3 separate regions of the Sus scrofa genome follow, and regions 1 and 3 are each linked to region 2. The links are chromatin contacts, called in public Hi-C and promoter capture Hi-C maps. All regions are on one chromosome and are shown on one strand. Each heading gives the region's core, a stretch centred on a gene start, on an enhancer-like site or on the middle of the called end of the contact. The rest is flanking DNA. Distances are from core to core; before and after follow the strand shown. Region 1 holds the start of SHPK (sedoheptulokinase). Region 2 holds the start of NCBP3 (nuclear cap-binding protein subunit 3). Region 3 holds the start of ZZEF1 (zinc finger ZZ-type and EF-hand domain-containing protein 1).

What was found. Promoter capture Hi-C pulls out the DNA fragments that hold promoters and counts their contacts. A called contact is a pair of places that touch in the nucleus more often than the background predicts.
Region 1: a Hi-C map of liver shows a contact between it and region 2, with 5 times the contacts expected there. The contact joins the promoter of SHPK here to the promoter of NCBP3 in region 2. A contact is called at or near these places in 2 of 47 Hi-C or Micro-C datasets (heart right ventricle and liver).
Region 3: a promoter capture Hi-C map of liver shows a contact between it and region 2, with 5 times the contacts expected there. The contact joins the promoter of ZZEF1 here to the promoter of NCBP3 in region 2. A contact is called at or near these places in 1 of 5 promoter capture datasets (liver) and 1 of 2 datasets of contacts at active chromatin or transcription factors (alveolar macrophages).

The regions. Positions count from the first base shown.
Region 1 is chr12:49,730,097-49,733,832 of Sscrofa11.1, reverse strand. It overlaps SHPK (sedoheptulokinase), which reads left to right and starts at 1,514. Exons shown (of 7, transcript XM_005669118.3): 1 at 1,514-1,794. The coding sequence starts at 1,627. It overlaps CTNS (cystinosin), which reads right to left and starts at 3,092. Exons shown (of 12, transcript XM_021067682.1): 1 at 2,650-3,092; 2 at 1,023-2,163.
Region 2 is chr12:49,917,227-49,920,876 of Sscrofa11.1, reverse strand. It overlaps NCBP3 (nuclear cap-binding protein subunit 3), which reads left to right and starts at 2,118. Exons shown (of 13, transcript XM_003131866.6): 1 at 2,118-2,350. The coding sequence starts at 2,168.
Region 3 is chr12:50,153,790-50,157,341 of Sscrofa11.1, reverse strand. ZZEF1 (zinc finger ZZ-type and EF-hand domain-containing protein 1) reads left to right here and starts at 2,084. Exons shown (of 56, transcript XM_021067699.1): 1 at 2,084-2,460. The coding sequence starts at 2,107. LOC100520452 (neuferricin) reads right to left here and starts at 2,126. Exons shown (of 4, transcript XM_021067695.1): 1 at 1,877-2,126. The coding sequence starts at 2,108.

The DNA of each region.
Region 1 (3,736 bases), core at 265-2,764, 190 kb after region 2:
AATGGAGAATTTCACCACGATGGGCTGAGTCTGGCATATTGCTCTTCTAGCCTCACTCAGATGCCACCTCTTTCAAGAAGCCTCCCATTGCCAATCCCCTCCCAGGGGGCAACCTGTGGCAGCTGCACTTAGTCAGGTATCTGGTTAATTCTGTCACCTGTTCTACAATCTGGACCTCCCTGGATCTTCTCTTGGAGAAATTAATACAAACAGTGGCAAAGAGTGTGCCCCTTGGAGACAGACTTCACAGGTTTGAACCTGAGCTCCCCGTTTATTAGCTGTGTGGCTCTGGGTGCTACTTAACCTCCTCAAGCTTCAATTTCCTAAAGTGAAAACATGGGCAGTGGGAACTAAGTCATAGGGCTTATATGAGATGAAACATTAAGCACGGTTTGTGGCCTTTTAATCAGAAGTATTAAAACTTCAAGGGGGTGGGTGTTGGTAAGGAAAAAAAGTTGAGAAACAATAAAGTAAATACAGCTGGTGCCCAGGGCGCCTAGCAAGCTCTCACAAAGCCCGGGCTGTTGTTTTCTTCAATGTTGTTGAAAAAGGCTGGGCCCAGTCGTCCTCCCTTTCTCTATCCTGAAAGCCCCGGAGGGCGGGGCCGGATCTCATCCTGCCCACTCCCCTGGGGCCAGGCTGGCACTTGAGCACCCTAAAAGGAGTTCGAAGTGGTCTTTTCAGCGTCTCACATCCGCAGAGCAATCTGCAAACTCCCAGACCCAGATTCAGGAGGCAACTAAGCAAAAGGCGGGGAAAGGGGCGCTAACCTGCACTGTAGAGCCTCCCAAAGCACCTCGGCAGCCTAGTGTCCCTGCCTCCACTCGCTACCACCCGAGCCCTTCAATCTGGGGGCTCTCCGCGAGGCCGGGGCTGGCGGCAAGAGACAGAACCCGGCGCAGCTAAGAGAGGCTGGAAGCGCGGCAGGCTGTCCAACTGGCTTGCTGTGCGAGTCTCTGGACCTCAGGGGGTGCGCCTGAGAAATGAGGGGGAGAGGCTTTCGGGGCCGCGCAGGCTCTCACCTGAGGTCCTCTAGCTTCAGAGGACCGGTTGCACTGGACGCAGGAGCGGCTCTCGACGGTACCCGCCTCTCTCCGCCGGCTTGACTTAACTGTGGGGCGGGCCAGAAGTCACCTGACCCGAGCCACCTGATTCACGGAGGCCAGATCTCGGCGCGATGCACCCTGGGAGCTGTAGTTTTTCCGCGTCTCAGAGGGACAATTAGGGGTTGGAGCGAAGCGGAGGGGCGCAGGCAACTCGGCAGGGATGGGGACTCGGGTATGTGAGAGGGTTTAGTCAGCAATAGGGCCACAGAGGCTCTCTCATCCCCCAGCGCCTCTCGGTATCCCGAAGAACTTTGTTGAGCGAGGACAAAGCTTCACTCCAATTCGCAAATCTTGCTCTGCGGGGCGGGGCCCCTAGGTCCCGCCCTCCACCACGGCTCCGCCTATAGCAGGGGACGGTCACGCGGGGCGCGCGACTCAACCTTCCTCAACCAATGGGGAGACGAATTCGCCCGTGTCCAGCGTGTCTGGAAAGAGTGGCAGGCGAGGCTCCGCCTTGGCTCCCTGGTCCTGGGCGAAGTGTGCGGGAGAGGGCGCCTCGGCCCCAGACGCAAGCGCTGCCATGGCTGCTCGATCTGTCACTCTGGGCATCGACTTGGGCACCACATCTGTGAAGGCGGCCTTGGTGGAAGCCTCACCGGGTGACCCTTCCGGGTTCGTGGTACTGGCGAGCTGTGCACGAGCTGCGCAGGCCGAGACGGCGGCCCAGAGCGCGGCGGCCGGGTCCCAGGTGAGGCAGCGTCCTGGAGTCGCGCCGCCTCCAGGAGCCTCCACTCTTCCTCCTCAAACAAGTCTCCCTGACAGCTCCAGCCTGCCTGATCTCTGCCTGCCTGCTGCAACTCCCTCCATTAGGTTTCCTCTCAGGAAATTTCCCACCTCCTGGCACCGATCTTCCCGACTCTCCGGCCTTCTCGAGGAGCCTTGCCCTTGGCTCTCTATGTATATCCCCTTGCTCTCTGCACTCTTACCTTGTGTACCTTGACCTGCAGGTAGTTGCTCTCTTATACATGGAGAGATCTCAGGTCTCCTTATTTTTGTGGCTCTCTGCCCCGCACATTTGCCAGTGTCCTCGATTCTCTAGGGCAAGGTCTGCTTTTTCCTTGAGAAATCAGATGTAGAATCAGATGTAGCCTGCCCCTTTCTCAACCAGATGTAACCTGCCCCAGTCCCAGAAGAGGTCTGTGAGTGGAGGGACTCAAACACTTGGACAGCAAAAGTGCCCCAGCCCCAAAGGCTGATACACCTTTGGAGGAAAGACATCAGGACAGATAGAAAGACATTGAGAGAGATCTTGATTAAAATATTAGAAAAAGTCAGAGTTCCCATTGTGTCTCAGCGGTAACGAGTCCTACTAGTATCCATAGAATGTGGGTTTAATCCCTGGCCTGGCTCAGTGGGTTAAGGATCCGGTGTTGCTGTGAGCTGTGGTGTAGGCCAGGAGCTGCTGCTTGAACTCCAGCCCTAGGCTGGTAACTTCCATGTGCCAAGGGTTCAGCCCTAAAAAAAAAAAAACAAGAAAAGAAAAGAAAAAACAATTAGAAAAAGTTCAAATTGTTAAAGCTACAAGATAGAAACAAAATCTCACCTCCGTGTGTTCAGCTGAGGCATATGGGTTCCGAAAGGATGTCAATCCCCAAAGCTGGGTTCCATTAACTCCCAGAGAAACGTAGCTTATGTTCAGATCATTGACACTAGAAATTAACATCAAGGAACTTTGTGTGTAACCTCACGAATTTTTTTTTTCCTCCTGGATCTCAGCTTGTTCTCAGAGTTGAAATAAGTGACCTTTATGGTCCCTTCCAGCCACAAATCTCAATTTTCTGAGCCAAGCTTCACTCCTAAGAGCTTTGTTGTTCATAAGCTCTTGCCACATACCTGGACTCCGTTCTACAGGGTTCAGAGTCCATCCTGCTCAGAAGCATTTTAGAGGACAAAGATTTCAGGAACACTTTGCATTTTCATAGGACCTTTCAAAATTAGTTTGGTTGGGGGCATCAGGGTATTTTAGAATGATTATCTCATTTTATGGACTATGAAATGGAGGGAAAATCAGCTCTGACCCTGTGGATGTGAGTGGCAGAGCTGGGATTCTAGGGGGTGAGTTTAGGCAGTGCCCTTTTCTCTTGAAGTAGGGCCACTTTATGAACACTTTCCCCACTCCCCCAGCTTTTAACAGGCTGTTCTTTGCTTACAGGCACACCCAGGGCTCCGCACCTGCCTAGGGAGGGGTTTAGGGTAATAACTCCCCTTGCATCCTCGTGTGTGTTGTGATCTGGGACAAATGCATTGCTGTAATTTCATTTGTAGCAGGATTTCTCAACTTTGGCACTGTTGATATTTTGGGTTGAATGATTCTTTGTTGTGGGGGGGGGGCTGTCCTGTGCATTGTAGGATGTTGAGCAGAATCCCTGGCCTCTAACCAACTGCATGCCAGTAGACTCTTCCCCCCTAATTGTGACGCCCCAAAACTGTCTCCATATTTCCAAAGGCTCCCTGGGGAACAAAAATCACCCCTGGGGTAAAACTACTGAACTGTAGAAATACCTGGTGGCTCTGTTCTTTCCTCATGTCCATCCTTCTCACTCTTTAGAAGTATGGTGCACTCCACGACACTTTGGGGATCGTGTTCGGCCCTGTGGGAAAGATCAGCCTATTATCTGTTTGCAATTGTA
Region 2 (3,650 bases), core at 869-3,368:
ATCAGATGAAGGTTGCACTTCCAGGCCTAACCACATGATTCATGCTAGAATCTCCCAGGGCCAAGAATGAACCCATGCCATAGCAGCAACCCAAGCCACTGCAGTGACAATGCCAAATCCTTACCCCTTGCACCACAAAGGAACTCCATCCAAGGGAGCTTTTAAAAAAAATCAGCCACCATTAGAGATTCTGATTTAATTGGTCTGGGATGTACGTATTCTGGTGTCTTTTTTTTTTTTTTTTTTTTTTTTTGGTTTTAACAAATAGATTTGGAGGGACCCTTTCAAGTTGATAAAAAAATTTAGTAGAAAGTACAGAGTTCCCATAGACCCACTCACTCCCTTCTCCCACCCCCCAGTTTCCTCTGTTAATAACATCTTGCCTTAGTGTGGTACATTTGTCACAATCCATGAGATAATATTGATGCATTATTGTTAATTAAAGCCCACATTTCACTTTATTTTCCCATTGAGCCCCATAACACAGCAGTGATCCAAGCCACAGCAGTGACAATGCTGGATCCTTAACTGCTTGGCCACCAGGAAACTTAACATTTTCTTTAATTGTAGGCACTTTACTTCACTACTGACCTGCCCATGTTCCAAGAATAGACATGAACTGGGGGTCTGGGCGTGCTTGTGTGTGCCCAACTTAGAACTGCACCTGACTTCCATCAGGTGTGTCCGATGCTGGTCATGCTCTTCCTTGGTTTTTAACTGTTTGTTCCTCCATGCTCAGAGCTCTTGGAGTCTCAGTTTTGTGGTGTATAAAATGGGCCAATCATTGGAAGACCTGGAAGAGATAAAAGATGTCAAGGAAAATGCGTTGTATACCTACAGACTTGCGCAAATGTGATAGACCAAGGCTGACTCTGGGGTCTGGAGGCAGACTGTTTAGACTCACATCCAAGTTTATCCCTTAAATACCCTGTCACCTTGAGTAAATTTTTATTTTCTTCCTTCATTCCTCTCTCTCTCCCTCTTTCCCTCCCTCTCTTGCCTCTCTCTTCTCTCTCTCCTTTTTCTTTCTTCACCCCTCTTCCTTCCTGCCTTTCTCTTTCTTTCTTTCTTTTTTTTTTTTTTTTGTCTTCTTGCCTTTTCTAGGGCTGCTCCCATGGCATGTGGAGGTTCCCAGGCTGGGGATCCAATCAGAGCTGTAGCCACCGGCCTATGCCAGAGCCACAGCAACGTAGGATCTGAGCCGCGTCTGCAACCTACACCACAGCTCACGGCAACGCCAGATCCCTAACCCACTGAGCAAGGCCAGGGACTGAACCCGCAACCTCATGGTTCCTAGTGGAATTCGTTAACTACTGCGCCACGACGGGAACTCCTCTTTCTTTCTTTCTTTTGTGTATGTGTGTGTTTTGTCTTTTCAGCGCTGCACCTGACACATATGGAGGTTCCCAGGCTAGGGGTTGAATCAGAGCTGCAGCTGCCAGCCTACACCTCAGCCACAGCAACGCGGGATCCAAACCGCTTCTGTCACCTACACCACAGCTTAAAGCAACACTGGATCCTTAACCCACTGAGCAGGGCCAGGGACTGAACCCTAGTCCTCATGGATACTAGTCAGGTGTGTTAATCACTGAGCCACGATGGGAACTCTAATTTTATGGCTGCACCCACAGCATATGGAAGTTCCGGGGCCAGGGATTCATTCCCAGCCTCAGCTGTGACCTATGCCGCAGCTGTGGCAAGGCCCGATCCTTTAACCCACTGAGGCACAGTGGGAACATCAATCTTGGTTAAATTTAAATGCCTCCGTTTGTAGTAGTAATACTTCAAAGGGTATGTGTAAGGATTCGGGCGCTTGGAACAGTCATTGGCAGGTAATGATTGCTTGGTGCAATTATTACAGGTATACTGCCCAAGGTGTGTAGCTATTTTCTAAGGCCAGACTGCAGCGAAAGGCTCCAGGCCCCGCCCCCTCCAGTAGGCCCTGCCCTTGTTCCCACTCGGTCCCGCCCTCTTTTCCACCAGATCCCGCTTCAGCTGGCCCTCAGGTACCTCCCGCCACTAGGGGGCGTCGTGGCTAAACAGGGCCCTTTAGCTGCAGCAGGCGACGCTCTAGGTAGCGGAGGCCGTTGCTCTGTGGCTAGTGGCAGCGGCGCTCTAGCCGGTGGTGTGCGGGGAGGGCGCTCAGTGGTGCGGCCGGCGGGCGGCGATGGCGGCCGTTCGGGGCCTGCGAGTGTCGGTGAAGGCAGAGGCCCCGGCGGGACCGGCCTTGGGGCCCCTGTCGCCTGAAGCGGAGTCCGGTTTGGACCGCGGCGAGCCGGAGCCCATGGAGGTGGAGGAGGGCGAGCTGGAGATCGTGCCGGTGCGGCGCTCGCTGAAGGAACTGATCCCGGTATGGGCGGGGGGGCGGGGGCGAGGAGGAGGTCGCCGAGCGAGTGTCCCGCGCCGGAGCAGGCCGGAAAGGGAGGCGGCGGGGGCTGGGGCCAGGGACGGGGGCATTCAGAGGAATGGGAGAGGGGGACGAGCCCTTGGGGGACGGGGGCTGGGACCGGGAGCAAAAGAAAGGACGCCTGAGCGCCCGGAAATGGGTATTGAGGGGGCTGGAGGAGGTGGGGTTGAGCTGGGGGGTAGTTGAGGACACCCTCTTTGCTGCCACTCTGAGCCAGTCTTTGCAAGAGGGTGGGCGAGGAGGGGTTAGGATTGTTTGGCGGCTTGAGATAAAGGGGCAGCCTCGGGCGGGAACAGAACCCGGAGCGGCCCAGAAGGAACTGTCGGGCGGGGGGAGGCGCCGGCATCCCGCCTCCCTGTGGGTCCTGCACCGGTGGAGCTGATGTCTGTTAAACACAGCACTCGCGGTTTTCCTTGGAGGGCTGAACTTGTCAGCTGCAGAAACTCAGTGTCCCTATTGTGATTTGAGGGTCATCTTGCTCCACCGCATCTGACCCTTAATTAAACCAAAACATCGTAAACCAGCAGTGGTCCGTCTTTTATCGCAATGGGGAATGTGAGAGGTGTTTTGCTTGTTGTGGTTTGAGAGTCCTATGTCTGGTTCTTAGGGTCGGTCTCAGGCCTGCAGAGCTCTTCTCATGTACTTAATTTCTCACCAGACATGGACTGTTTATGTTTTCAAGTCTTGCTTTTAACTGAGATTATGGGAAAAGGTAGAGGTAGGAGCACTAAAGATAGCAAATGATAATGCTGACTCCGGCAACCACAATTAACATAGTGGCATTTTACCATTTACTGCATTGTATCGTTTAAATATCACTGTGACTGCGAAGTAGACGTTATCCCCTTGTTCATTCAGTTCAACCTGTACTTATTGCATCCTCCACTTTGTGCCAGGCATAGTCCTAGGCGCTTGATCAAGATCAAGATCAAACTCCCTCCTGGAATTGACACTCCAGTTGGGGGACACAACTAAACTCGTAATTACCAATATTGGTGAGTGCTGTGGAGAGAATAAAACATTTTAATGGGATAGGAGAGTGCAGAGGGCAGAAGCAGGAAGCAGAATGGCATAGGATAGTCAGGAAAGTCCTCTGGCATAGCGACGAATAAGCTGAACCCTACGTGACAGAAAGGAGCCAGTCATGTGCAGGCTTGGAAGAGAGTGTTCCCAGAAGGGGCAGCAGGAAGCACAAAGGCTCTGAGATGGGAACAAGGTTGTTTTGTTGGAGAAACGCAAAGTT
Region 3 (3,552 bases), core at 835-3,334, 240 kb before region 2:
ATATCGCCTCACCCCTGTCAAAATGGCTATTATCAAAAAGAAAACAAATAGGAGATCCCGTTATGTCTCAGCAGGTTAAGAACCCGACTAGTATCCATGAGGATGCAGGTTCAATCCCTGGCCTTGATCAGTGGGTTAAGGATTCAGTATTGCCACAAGCTGCAGCATAGATCACGAATGTGGCTCAGATTCCACGACGTGGCTGTGGCAAAGGCTGGCAGCTGCAGCTGATTCTACCCCTAGCCTGGGAACTTCCATATGCTGTGGGTGTGGCCCTAAAAAAGAAAAAAAGTAGGTTATTTGTTGCCAGGGGCATAGTAGGAGGAAATGGGGAATGACTCCTAACAGATAAGGAGTATCTTTGGGGGATGATAAAAAATGCTCTGGAATTAGTTAGTGGTGGTGTTTGCACAACTTTCTATGTTAAAAACCACTGATGGAGCTCCCACAGTGGTGCAACGGGATCAGCCATGTTCCTGCAGTACCAGGACAAAGGATCTATCCCCCTCTGGGCACAGTGGGTTAAAGTATTTGGCCATTGACACAGCTGGAGTTGATCCTTGCCCTGGGAGCTACATATGCCGCCAGGCAGCCAAAATGAAAACAAAAACACACTGAATTGTACTCTCTTAAAAAGGATGGATTTTACTTATTTATTGGCCATGCTCACTGCATTGAGAAGTTCCTGGGCCAGGGAATGAACCTGCACCACAGCAGTGACCCCAGCCACAGCAGTAGCAAAGTGGGATCTTCAACCACCAGGCCACCAGGGAACTCTGATAAGCTTTTTCAAGGAAGGCAGACAAGTACGTCTATACTAGAAGCAAGAACGATTCAAGCTTCTTAGGGAAAATTTGGAGTGGGGTGAAAGAAAAGTCACTTTGGATTGGAACACACTATAGAAATGATTAATCAGCAGGGCAACTCTGAGGGCAGGGCCAGGGCCTCACTCATCTCTGCCTTGAGAGCTAGGCAATGTGGCACAAAGTAGGTATTCTACTGGCGGTGAAAGAGTGAACAACAGGCAAGAGATGTATTTGTTCAACCTAAGTCACGAAGAGCGGTGGGGAGACAGGACAGAGGCAGGTAACAGGTGCCCACAGTCCTGCCAGAGTCAAAACAGACCAGAACGATGATGTATCTGAGAACGGCCCCCAAAGTGGTCTGACAAATGTGGGTAGGAAAAAAAAAAGCAGATGAATAAACGAAGGAACGAATGAATGAGTGAATGAATGAAACGCAGTCGGCAACCCGCCCGCGTCGTAGCAGGAAACGGCGGGAGCCGCCCGGCTAATACCTGCGAAGCCGCTATACGGGGCCCCAGGTTCGTAGTGCCTCCGGCCAGAGGACACATCGTAGACGCGGCCGAGCAAGGCCAAGTAGAGGCCAGGGTCCCCAGGGCGGCCGCGATAGCGGGCCAGCTCCTCGGGTATGAAAAGGCGGAAGTCAGCGCGGGGACTCCACCAGCCTGTCAGCCGAGCGATCATCGCCGCCACCGCCGCCGCGGCCAGGCCCAGCCAGAGCCCACGCCCGCCGAGCCTCGGCATTTAGACAGCTGTACCCCTCCGCTGCTCCGAAGTTGCCACCTCCGTCCACAACCAAGATGGTGGAGGAGCCGCCGCAACGTCATCGGCGCGACGCGCGCTCTCCCGTGTCCTCCTGTCGTTAAGGGGACCACGGAAAGGGAAGTCTTTGGCAAAAGCGTCACTACTTAGCTCCAACTCTTTCTCGTACTTTACCAGCATAGGTAGTGAACGTGGAACGATACCGAGAAAGTGAGCAGCGACAAGCTTTCTGGGCCCTCAAGTTGCCGCCCCCAACAAAGATGGTGGCAAAAGGAGGCTGGGGGATGACGTAGACATAACTGGAGACGCACCCTCCTGGAAATCCGGCTGTCCTCGGTTAGCTGTTTCACGACAGCCGGTGGAGTCCGCCTGACGGCGTCGTTGCGACAGTAGTCCTCGCTTGTGGGCGAGGAAGCCGGAAGCCGCAGCCGCCGCCGTCGTCCCCTCCCCGTCCCCGCCCGCCGGGTGCCGTCGGAGGTTGACAGGTCGTGGCGGGGAGGCGGCGGCGGCGGCCGAGCCGGGCGCCCGAGGCGGAAACCCCATGGGGAACGCTCCGAGTCACAGCAGTGAAGACGAGGCGGGAGCCGCCGGGGGCGAAGGCTGGAGCCCGCACCAAGACTGGGCCGCGGACTCCGGCACGACCCCCGGCCCGGGCCCCGCGGCCCCGGCGCTGCCCCCGGCCGCGGCTCTGCTGGAGCCGGCTCGGCTGCGAGAGGCGGCGGCTGCGCTGCGGCCCACCCCACCCTGCGAGTCTCTGGTGTCTAGGCACCACGGCGCGCTGTTGCGCTGGCTGGAAGAACGGCTGGGCCGCGGCGAGGAGTCCGTCACCCTGGAGCAGTTCCGGGAGGTGCTGGAGGCTCGTGGCGCCGGCTGCTCGGGCGAGCAGTTCGAGGAGGTCAGGGCTGACTGGAGATTGTGGGGCGGGGGCAGGGGCAGTCATCCCCAAGGGCGTGAAGAGGTGGGTGGTGGCTTTGGAGAGCCTAGGCGGGAATCCATAGGGTCTGCAGGTTCTGAAACTAGGAGCAAGGGTGTGCCGGGACCTATACTGGCGCTTCCAGCCTGCTCGAGCGGGTCGACTGTGAATCTCTTTAACCTTTACTGGGCATGTAGAAAGCCTAGGTCGTTCTTACTCAGAAGTACTGACCAAGCCTAGATGTGTCTGCATGTTGCTGTAGTACAGACCTTTGCGCTGTCCCCTGACACTGGTTCAGCTGCCCTCTGGAGCTTAGTGATCATGCTCCAGAATGGTTTAAGATGTGGTGCAGGGATCAAGGGAGTGGCCATGAGAACCATTCTGTTTTATAGGCTCGTGGGTTTTTAGCCCGCACCTTCCAAATCCAGTGTGGGGGCCCAGCAAATGTGGGAGGAGAGTAACATTTACTGGAAAAATTCACATTCTGAAAGGCACTCTCACCACAAAAACTGGCTTTTCCAAAACACATGTTAGCTTTTAGGTTTTTGAAGAACCATGTTTTAGACTCTCTTAAATGTCCCTCGAACCTAAAACTGATAGGCAAATACCAGGTTTCATGTGACTACTTGTAATTGTACAGTTTGGGGCATAATCATCAACGTCATCTCTGCTAAGTGATGAACAGTGAATTGATTCGGCAAGAAAATGTTTTCCTTAGAAGAGATCTTGGCAATTATCTATACCAAACACTTCATTTTATTTTATTTTTTTAGGGCCGTATCCTCGTCATGTGGAAGTTCCCAGGCTAGGGGTCGAATCGAAGCTTCAGTTGCCAGCCTACACCACAGCCAGAGCAATGTTGAATCCGAGCCTTGGCTGTGGTCTACACCACAGCTCACAGCAACGCCAGGTCTCGGACCCCACTGAGTGAGGCTAGGGATCAAACCCGCATCCTCATGGATACTAGTCAGGTTTTTCTGCTGTGCCACAATGGGAACTCCCCCAAACACTTCATTTCAGAGTTTAAAAGAGAACTGATCTAGGCTTGCCCTGTGAATCAGTTGACAAAACTGA